Regions from separate parts of the Sus scrofa genome. Here region 1 is linked to region 2. A link is a contact called in public Hi-C data. All regions are on one chromosome and are shown on one strand. Each heading gives the region's core, a stretch centred on a gene start, on an enhancer-like site or on the middle of the called end of the contact. The rest is flanking DNA. Distances are from core to core; before and after follow the strand shown. Region 1 holds the start of NDUFA4L2 (NADH dehydrogenase (ubiquinone) 1 alpha subcomplex, 4-like 2). Region 2 holds the start of LRP1 (prolow-density lipoprotein receptor-related protein 1).

What was found. A called contact is a pair of places that touch in the nucleus more often than the background predicts.
Region 1: a contact with region 2 is called in a Hi-C map of liver, with 3 times the contacts expected there. The contact joins the promoter of NDUFA4L2 here to the promoter of LRP1 in region 2. A contact is called at or near these places in 2 of 5 promoter capture datasets (fetal skeletal muscle and liver), 9 of 47 Hi-C or Micro-C datasets (alveolar macrophages, embryonic fibroblasts, fetal heart ventricle and 4 more) and 1 of 2 datasets of contacts at active chromatin or transcription factors (alveolar macrophages).

What each region holds. Positions count from the first base shown.
Region 1 is chr5:22,538,809-22,544,039 of Sscrofa11.1, reverse strand. It overlaps NDUFA4L2 (NADH dehydrogenase (ubiquinone) 1 alpha subcomplex, 4-like 2), which reads left to right and starts at 1,379. Exons shown (of 4, transcript NM_001205377.1): 1 at 1,379-1,455; 2 at 1,794-1,882; 3 at 2,648-2,708; 4 at 2,826-3,558. The coding sequence starts at 1,399. The coding sequence ends at 2,882. It overlaps SHMT2 (serine hydroxymethyltransferase, mitochondrial), which reads right to left. Exons shown (of 12, transcript XM_021091827.1): 7 at 5,104-5,213; 8 at 5,049-5,101; 9 at 4,744-4,843; 10 at 4,506-4,661; 11 at 4,318-4,425; 12 at 3,718-4,205. The coding sequence ends at 4,078.
Region 2 is chr5:22,434,192-22,439,410 of Sscrofa11.1, reverse strand. It overlaps LRP1 (prolow-density lipoprotein receptor-related protein 1), which reads right to left and starts at 3,775. Exons shown (of 93, transcript XM_021091826.1): 1 at 3,143-3,775. The coding sequence starts at 3,209.

The sequences.
Region 1 (5,231 bases), core at 130-2,629, 110 kb before region 2:
TCCAGGTTCTGACATCCCATCAGTCCCCGTCCCCCGCCCCCTATACACGTAAGCACTGAGTCTCTGTCTCTTTGTTCTCACTGTGTCTCTGACACTTTATCTCATTATCCGCCGGAGGGAGGCGGAGAGCTCGGAGAGCTCAGGACCCCGCAGCCTAATTACAGCCATGCTTGTCAGCTCAGGAGGCGGGGAGGTATCAGAGAAAAGGAAAGGAAGAGGGCCCCCAGGAAGGGACCCCTCCTTCCCTGTACTCTGAGGGCCCAGCAATGGGTGCACCGCTTGCCCCTGCCTGGGGCTCTGTTTGAGAAGTGGGAGACTCTGCTCTATAGGATGGGCTGCCAGGGCAGTGGCAGGGTGTGTGTGTGTGTGTGTGTGAGAGAGAGTGAGTGTGAAGGTGGAGGTGGAGGTTAGTGAGAGGTGGTTAGGGCACAGCTGCTGGATCCCTAGGGCCCCAGGTCCCCAAAGATGGTGGCAGTGTACTTTCTTACGCTGACAACCTAGCATACACCCAAGTTGTCCAGCAAAGGGAGGCAGTCACTCTGTGTCTTGTTCTCTTTCCTCTTTCAACATCTTCTCTATCTTTTCCTATTTCCTTCACTCCATTCTCTTTCTCTCCATCTCAGCCACAGGCATCAAGTGACCTCCTTGGATGGCTACCCGAGGTAGGCAGAAAGTCTCTCAAGTCCCCAAACTTGGCCAACTGACTTATTCTTTCCTGAGCCAGGTTTAGAATAATGCCCAGTTCTCCTGGCCGCCAAACACTTTTAAAAGCTAACAACAACACAACTGGGAGAAATCATCCAGGACTAGAGAGGCTGAGCAGCTTTAGTGCTGTTGGCACCTCTGTTCCCCTCCTTTCCCTAGTATACGGTTGAGGGAGACAGAACCAGGGCCCCTAAGACTTGCTTCCTGGGAGGCTCAAAGGATGTCAGGGAAGCATTACAGATGCCGTCACTCATCCCTGGCCCCTTCTGGTCCGACCTGTGAACATGCCACACCCACACCTGCACTTTGTTGGAGGTCTGTCTGCAGATTGTCCCATGGTGAGTCCCTTCTCCCACTTTTGGATGCCCCTAAATTTGTCCCTGAGTCAGAGTCTGAGAGGCCTCTCCCTTGGACAGGTCCAAAGCCCAAAGGATAATGGTGTCCCATGGGCCAGGGTTCAACCCCCTGGAGTGGAGAGTGGATGAGCAGAAATCCCTCAGCTCCCAAATAATTCTCCTCCTGGAGAAGCCTGGAACTGCGGTAGAGGTGGGGGGCGTGGTAAGTATGATGAAGCTGCTGGGTTGGGCAAAGCTGGGCTGGGCTGACCCCTCCCCAGAGTAGGGCGGGACCCCGGAGGAAAAAGGGAGCAGGGCCTCTGGAGAGCTGGAGAGGACCAGACACTGGAGAGGAGAAATGGCAGGAACGACCCTTGGAGCCCGCTTCTATCGGCAGATCAAGAGACATCCCGGGGTGAGTTTTTGTCCCAGGAGCCATGATTCTACCTTCTAACTCTCTGGCTGCCCCAGCGGCCCCCAAATCTCCCAGTATCCTGCCTCTTGCCCAGTTGCCCCTATGTCCTATTCTCTCTTCAACGTGCCCCTCAGTCCACCTCTGCAATATGCCCTGTGTCTCTTGAATCCACCTCAGACAGACTGGATGAGGGAGGCTGTGGCAGGAAATGTGATGTGGGAGGTTGCAAGTCCCCTCTCCCAAAAGGGAGGGAGCAGGAGCGCCAGCCCCAGCAGAAAAGCTTTCACAGGGCGATTGGGAGGGAGCTGCCCCTGAAAGTTGCCTCTGTCTTCCTGCAGCTCATCCCGATGATTGGCTTCATTGGCCTGGGCATGGGCAGCGCTGCGCTCTACTTGCTGCGACTCGCCCTACGCAGCCCCGACGTCTGGTAAAGGCCGGGCTTGGACCTTGCAGTGAGGTCCTGGGGGGGTGGGGATGGGGGTTAAGATGGGATAGCAACACACAGGCCTCTCAGGAACGGTGGGAATGAGTGATTCTGGCAGGGGTCCCCAGGCCACAAGTGGCATCTTGGGACTGGAGCTCACTCCTGACCTGGCAGGGCCCGGCTTCCCCTCGGGCCGCCCGACTGATCGTTTGCTCCTCAGTGAGTCGAGACTGGCCCCGCTTTGGAACTCCACGGATCCCCGGCCTTGTTGCCATGGCGACGCCGATCAGTCGGCTGCTGGTGGCCTTAGGGTACCTCTCTTGTCGCCCAAGCGTTGGGGGGGGGGTGGCCCCATGAGCTGCTGGGGACGCCTTTGGGGTCAGGGCAGCAGGAGACCCCAAGCCCCGCTAAAGGCGCCGGCAGCGAGATGGAGGGCCCTCCAGTGCACAGGCAGGAGCACCCAGGGCATTGTCTGGCATCACTGAAACCCCAGTGCCTCAGGATTTCAGATTCCCACCTCTCTGCTCTGCAGGGCTAACCTAGGGTGGCACGGAGCAGGCAGGAGTCCCTGGGCTGGGTTGTCGAGTCTGTCATCTGGCCCCACGCCTGACAATGGTGACAGCCTTCTTGTCTTGTCAGTGCCTGCTAATGGGCCCCACCCCTGGGAGGAAGGGGGTAGGGGGGACGCACAGACCCTTATGTCCCCTCAGGCTCCAGAGTCCTAGCTCCCAAAGAGGAAACCCTAACCCTCTCCCTCCCTCTCTGCAGCTGGGACAGAAAGAACAACCCAGAGCCCTGGAACCGCCTGAGCCCCAACGACCAATACAAGGTACCTCCAGGTGGCTTTAGGGTTGCACCTCCATCCACTCATCACTCATCTCCTAATCCCGGCCCAGCAAAGGGCGGCCTGGGGCTTTGAGTGCAATTCCCCCTTTCTCTCCCATAGTTCCTTGCAGTTTCCACTGACTATAAGAAGCTGAAGAAGGACCGGCCAGACTTCTAAGCCTGGCTGCAGTGCAAGTCGATGTAAACCACCACCAGCCAGTCTACTCATTTCTTCCACTCCCCACTCCCAACCCCAGAGCGCCACTCCAGCCACCCTGTCCAACCTCTGCTTACACAGGCCGGGTTCCCACGAGGAGGGGAGTAGCTCCACCCCCCTCCTCTTCCCCTGTTCCCAGCACCGGAAGGGCCTCTGACCCTCAGCTGAGTCTCAGGAGGGGGAGGGGGAGTTCGGAGGGCAGGCAGCAGCCTAGTCGACCCAAAAGTCCCATGCCAGCCAGTCCCCGCTACCCGGGCCTCACAGGGTGTGGTACATGCTACGTGTTGAGCGTGGCCTACGTGAGAGCCGCGAGCAAGTGGGGGCCTGAGTGCCAAATGACGTGGCAGGCCCCACATTAGCCCAGGCTCTGGGTGCCAGCCCAGGGGCGGTGCTGCCCTGGCTTGCTGGTTGTTGACAGCCCCGCCAGCTTGGGATGAGACACCCAGGAAGGTACGGCTCCCTCCTCCCAGTGCCCCAGCCCACTGCCTCCCATGCCAGTGTCCCCCCACCAGCCCCCGCTCCCGCCACACACCTGGGCTTCTCTCTGCCTTCCCCACCCCTCCCCTGCTCCCCTCTGTCCCCCGGGATCAAACAGAAGCAGCCGTGGGCAAAATACAATTTCATTTAACAAATTGAATTTGCTGCGCCTGCTAATCACGTCTGGTGTCGGCTCTGATCAGAGACAGAGAGAGGAGGCTGCAGCCCCGGGGGGTCCTGGTGGTGGTGGTGGTGGGAGGGGAGCGAGGAAATCACCCCCTGGCCCAGGGTACCCCTCCCACAGTAACAGAAGCTCAGGGTAGGTTAACATTTTATTAGATAAAAACAGAAAGGAGGTGGTATACCCACCCCTTCCTCTGGCTCACGAAGGGGGACTCCCCCCTCCCCAAGAAAGGGCAGGGAGTCTGTAACACTGAAATAGTGGGAGAGGTTAGGGCAGAAAGCTTCCCAGCCTTTTCCTTCTAAGTCTTGTTACAAGAAGAAAGCTTCTCAGCTACAGATTCTGGGACAGAGAACTACACTTGGCCCTTTCCCGAGGTGGGAGGCCTTCCCCTCCTCCAGCAAAAAATTGGAAGATAAGCAGTAAAACCCCCACCCTTATCCAGGTAGGGGGAGGAGGAATGAATGTCACTCTGTGGGGCTCATTTCTCAGGTGCCTTCAGTGTTCCTCAAAGCCAGGCATGGGGAAGGCCCTGGCAAACTGCTCCACCCGTTGCCTGAGGTCAGCCAGCCGACGGCACGTTTCTGGGTCTTTGAGCAGGAAGGATTTGAAATCCTGGAGTTTAGCTAGAGATGGGTGAGGGGGAAAAACGTGGTTAGAGCCCCGGAGAAGACCATTAGATCAGCTGGGGTTGGGCATGGCAGCTGGCTGGGGGCAGGGGAGGTCTGGCCCACTCACTGGTCTTGCTCTTCACCTCCAAGCCGATGCTGACGCCTTCGTCTATAAAGGCCACAACTTTTCGGAAGTCATCCTCACGGAACTGGCGTGACGTCAAGGCTGGGGTCCCTGGGAGAGAGGCAGAGAGGATCAGCCCAGCCCGAGCCTACCTAGCAGTCACCCTTCCCTCCTGGAAGGCCAGGTCTCACCCAGCCGCAGGCCCCCAGGAGTGATGGCACTTCGATCTCCAGGACAGGTGTTCTTGTTGGCCGTGATGGACACAAGTTCTAGCACCCGCTCAACTCGAGCTCCATCCAGGCCCTTGGGCCGCAGGTCTACCAGCACTAAGTGGTTGTCAGTGCCGCCTAAGGGGAGACAGGATGCAGGAGGTGGTGAGTCCTGGGCCTCTGCCTGAGGCGACAGAGATTCAACCATCCCCTGGCTCACCAGACACCAGCGAGTAGCCTCGCTCTAGCAGGGCATCAGCCATGGCCCGAGCGTTCTTCAGAACCTGCAGGGAGTACTCCCGGAACATGGGGGTGCAGGCCTGAAGATGAGATGGGCGACAATGTCACCTTCAGCTCTGCCCCTTCTGCCCCTCTGCCCCCCAGCTGAGTTGTGACTTCCTCCCCGCCCCACCCATCCCAGCACCTCCCTCCCATCAAGCTCCAACTTCAGTCAGCAAGGCACCAGGTCTGAGGTGCCAGGCCCTGTCCCCCTCCACCCCACCAGAGTAGGCATAGGCTCCCAACCTGCTTTAAGGCCACAGCCACTGCAGCGATGGCATGGTTGTGGGGGCCCCCTGCAGGGATGGGAACACAGCAAAGTTGATTCGGTCCTCAAACGTGTAAGGGATCTCCCGGCCAGTCTTGGGGTCCACAGTCCGCACACCCTTCCGGTAGAAGATGAGTCCTGACCTGTGCAGGACATAGGTG
Region 2 (5,219 bases), core at 2,526-5,025:
CCCAAGGGCAACGCGCCCCCATCCAGAGCTGGAGGACTCGAATGCTGGAGAGTTCATGGGGTGATGGGGTGGGGGGACCCCAAGAGGAGACTAATGAGGGGAATAACCTGAGGCTTGGGGGTTTGATATGCAAAGGCCAAGACAACAGCAGGAGGAAAGAAAGTTAGACTTGGTAAGGAAGGGCTTCCCAAAGGAAAGTAAAGAGTTTGGAAGAGTTGAGAGAATTGGACAGGATCTGGCTCTGACCAGGGCCCCAGCTGACATCCTTAAAGAGGCCCAGTGATGGGGAGTGGCTGGGGGGCAAAAAAAAAAAAAAAAAAGTAGAGGAAATGGAGGAAGAGAGAGCAGGATTGGGAGAAAAGGAAGTCTTGAGAAGCAGCCACAAACATCAAAATACCCCTCCAATCCCTAAATCAATGTCCTGCATGTCCTGCTTTGAAAGATGAGGGTAAGGGGAGATGTTCAGGGTCTGAGTCTGACCAGAGGAGAAAGGAGTTTGGAACCACCCCTTGGAGAGCCAGGAGGCAAACAACTCAGCCTCAGAACTCATTTCAGCTGTCCAGTTTGTCTGATCACTGGTGATACATGGCTTGGGCGGGTATGTGGAGATGGGTAAGAGAGAGGGAGGCAGCCAGCCCTCTCTACTACAAAATGTCCCTCGTCTCAGCAGGGACCTCCGTAACCCCTCTTCCCGTCCCCCGTTCCATCTGTTCCTCCATCCTCCCAGGTAGCAAGCATACCCTGTTCTGTTTACTAGCAGGGAGTGACAATGCTCCCCAAAGAGCAGGGCATGCTGCGGGTTGGGTTCGGGCTTAGCAGAGAAGGCAGGGGTGGTGGAGGAGGACCCCAGGGTTGCTCCCTTGGAGGGAAAGCAGCAAGGTCTGCAGAAGGTTAGACACTGAGTCAGGGAAGCTGGAGCCAGGAAGTGTCCTTCTCTGGAAAGCGGAGGAGAAAGTTCTGTGTCTGTGGGGCCTGGCCATGAGGGCAAGGGTGGGGATACAGGAATCCCTAGGCTGTCCTGGACAACACTGGCCATACAGGTCTGGGCAGGTGCCCTTTTCCACCCCCTAGAATAGGGTAGAACCACCGATTCCCATTCCCATTGCTAAGGGGAGAACATTGATGTGTTTGGGGGGAGGGGTCCTCTCCCTGGGACTTTGGGTAGAGTTTGGTTTGACTTGGGGTTACAGCTGTGGACTGGGTGCAAACTTAAGGAAGGCTGGGAGACAGTTAAGGAGAACATGCCCAGTCTCTCTCTTCCACTCACCGCCTGCCCCCCAACTTGGTGGGTAAACCCCACTTTACAGCCCTAGGGATGAAGCTCCCTGGGCCATTCCTGACAGGGCTGGGGACCTCTTCTGCTCTCAGAGACCTCCTCTCCCTTCTAACTCCATTTACCTCCAACGTTTGATGGCTCACACTTTCACTCTTAAAATTTTTTCACTATCTCTCCCAGAAGCTGCTGCACCCAAATCTCTGCCTCAGTTCCCTCTCCCACTTCACAGGGCTGAGAACAAGAGGAAACAACCTGAATAACGGAGGAAGTCATGGGCAAGGGCTGATCTGAAGGATATTCGGGGCAGAGCCTCCTTCCTCCTCTTGGGCAGATAACTGAGGTGTGTGGGGACAAGTGGACAGGGTCCCCAAGATGGCATGATTGAGGGCCACTGAATATAGTGTCTTTCTGGGCACAGCTACTACCTGACCCCCTAACCTCCCTCCCCTAGCTGAAGCAAGCTGGGGGGTGGGGAAGAGAGAGAGATAATCTGGTTTCAGAGAAAAACTTTCCCAATCCCAACCTGGCAAAATTTAGAAGATGGAGGAGGGGTGCAGGGTGATATTGGGCCCAGATTTTCCCCGGGATGAGAGGACTAAATGTCGGGAAGGGATGGGATCCCACCCCTTCTCAAATCAGGGACCCAGCCCAACTCAACTCCATGACCCCAGCTCAAAGCTTGAGCAAGACTTGAACCAGTGACTCACAAGTAAGCGGGAAAATAGCTGACACAGAAAGAGGGAAGGGGGCACCCCACTTCACCGAAAGGACACAGTTCTGGCCCAAGCCTAACTGCAGTATACAAAGTGGTGTGTGTGTGTGTGTGTGTGTGTGTGTCTGTGTGTCTGTGTGTGTGTGTGTGTCTGTGTGTGTGTGTCTGTGTGTGTAGGAGGGAAAATAGTGGAGAGAAATAAACACATTTACCAAAGGAGCAGAGAATGAGGGGGTGAGGGGGTGGGGGCATAGGCATAGACATAACCCCCCTCCAACCTCCAACTCTCCTTCCATTCCAAAATGTGATCAAGCCAGAAGTCAGGGAGCAGGCAACCTTCCTCTACCCTCCCACCTCAGCATTCCAGGCCATTCTCCAGCCCCCTTCCCCAAGGATGACATCTGACATTTTTCATCTCAAAGCTCCCAGGAATTGAGAAATTCAAAGTCATACAGCTTCGTCTGCCCCCACCCTATGCCCCCCAACACGGCCCTTGCCAGGCTACTGACAGAGGCCCTGAGAAGGGGAAGTGCCCATTTCCGCGGAACCCAGGCTGGCAGCCTGCTGGATCCTGGACCCAGGCCTCCTAGCCTGGTCTCCAAGGGCCCAGATTCCACACCCAAGCAGGGGGCCTTCTCTTGGCCCTCCCTCTCCCCACCCACAGCCTTCTCCAGGGCCTGTCTGCTCTCAGCAGGGCACCCCTGACCTGGCTCCCCCTTTCAGATTCAGAGGGCACTGCAAAAGGACCCCCGCCCCCTTTTGCAACCAGTACATTGTAAATCCGGATTCCTTTACAATTCAGATGGGGGGTTGGGGGGTGGAGGACGTAGAAGAGGCGCAGGCCCTCCCCGACCAGAGATAGGAAGAGAAGGCCTCTAGATCCCAGGATCAGAAAAAGGGGATCCCTCTTCTCCCTTCCTAGGCCTCTGGTCTTTGTTTGGGCTGGGGGGTCCCTGAAGCATCATTTGTCAGGGCCCCCATTCTCCAAATTGGACCCCCCCATCCCCACCCCCAGTTGGGCCGCTGCTGTGTCAGCTGGACTGGGATAACAAAAGGCACCCCCTCCCGCGTCTCCCTTCCCCTCCGAACGCTGGAGTGGGGGCTGGGGAGTGGGTGTCCCCAGGGGTCCAAGGGGGCCGCGGGATCTCACTCACCATCGATAGCGGCAGCGACCAGAGCTGAGAGCAGGGGCAGCAACAGCAGCGGCGGCGGGGTCAGCATGGTGTGGGCTGATGCAAGCAGCAGCCCTCTCCCCTCTGGTCCTGTTACTTCTCGCCGTCGCCCCCCCCAATTGGGGGGTCCCCCTTTTTCCTCCTTCCTCCCTTCTCCTCCTCTATTCTTATCCTATCCTTCAGCACAGCGCACCAGGGGCGTGGGTGACGAGGTAAGTTCGGAGCCCCCTTGGGAAGGGCTTGCAGACCAGCTGCACCCCCAGCCCCCCAATCCAAACCCTTCACCCCTGCTGTTCTCCTCGTTCCTCTTTTCCCCCTCTCCCCGGGCGAAGCTCACAGCCCCATCTCCGAGCCGCCTCCGGCTGCAAAAATGCACAATTGGGAGGAGGCGGGGTAGGGGGGTGGGGGCGTGGACCGGGTGGGGGAGCCTTTGGAAGGGGCCTGATGGAGCTCTGGGGGCTCCCCTGGTTTCCGCCTCCTCAGTGCACGGGCCTGGAGCTCGCACCACTGTTACCCGGACTGAGGTGTCGCGGGGCGGGCTGAGGGGGGAGAGGGAGGGGACCAGGAGAGGAGGGAGGGAGAGAAGGGGCGGGGAAAGAAAAAGGGGGGGGGAAGAGCTACGCGGCAGTCCTGTGAGTGCGCATGCGCTGATTTGGCGCGCTGCCCTGGGGAGGGGGAGTCAGAGAGGCGACCAGATTTGGATCTCTGGCTAGCGGTCCTAGAGCGGGGGTCCCGGCCCTGCTGGCTAGTTTTGGGCCTGGAGCGCCTTTTTCCTTGACTGGGGCTTGGTCCCTTGCGCTGCAGAACTGAAGAGGCGAGGGGGGTTGAACAGGGGGCGAGGAGCCCTGAGCGGCTTCTCTTTGAAACTCGGTGTCTTGCCCTAGGATCAGGCCCGGTCTGGGGATCCAAGACCCAGAGGTCTGGGTCGAGGCCCGAGCTCCACGAGAAAGCCCGACTGTGCCTCCGCTGCCCGGGGTGGGGGCGGGGGCCGCCAGTCCGCTGGGAAGATACGGGGAGAGGCTGAGCTTTGATTTGGAGACTTTGTAAGACCGGGACCAGGATTGGGGCCTGCGGCGGAGGGGGGCGGGTTGGGGGAGGGGCCGAGAAGTCCCGCCCTCACCTCGCTCTAGGGCTTGGAGTAAACAGGGACACCCGCGGGGACACGCCGGAGCTTGTCCGCTCGCCTAGGGCTTGGGGATGGAGCCCACCTTAGTACCCGCCCCGCCCTGCTCTCCTGGCACCGGGCGCGGGAGGGGCAGTCCCTGGTTTGGAGGGAGGTGAGTCACTAGCGGGTGGGGTTGAGGAAGGGCCACCCCTCTTAGCCCCAAGAGGTCTGGGCTCATTTATTTTTTTGTTTGGTGTTTTGTTTTTTATACCTTCTGACTGGCTTCCTACCAAGTCGGGGTTTTAGATTCCAAGCAGCAGGGATTTGGAATAAGATGAGGGACTCTAGACCTCTGTCTCCAGGCCTTGAGTTCTAAGGAGGTGTCTGCAGAGTGCCAGACCTTTGTCCTGGCCTAAGTCCCTATGGGAATGCTGCTTTGAGTCCACTGGGCGCCGGGCGGTTCCCAGAGCCCGGCGAATGTGCCTCTGGCCACTGCCCCCTTCTGGGTGGTGTTTTGAGGCTGTACCATGGATGTCTGACTTTCTGGTGTCGACGAAGTCAGAGTTCAGGGAGAAGGCAGGCAACGTCGGCTGCCGGAAACTGACGTTTGAAATGAGGGAGGGTTGCACCACCCTTCTCCCTTTTAAAATTCAAGAAAAGGCCCCAAATCCTCACTCCAGTCTGGCCTTGGCAGAAAGCAGAGCAGCGTGGAGTGTTTGTTGATGGCAGTGAGAGCAAGAGAGGAATCCAGAAGAAGCTAGACCTTTCCTCCAAACTACAACTTCCACCAGGCTGGCTTTGCTCAGGGCCAAGGCCACCTGCCTGTAGACTCTCCCAGGCTGGAAACCTCAGACTTTTTGCCAGCTGGGCCTTTCCTATAGCCAGTCCTGCAAAGCCTGTGCTTGAGATTTGTCATTTTTTTCCCCTTTGAAATGGAGCTCAGAGTTCTTCCAT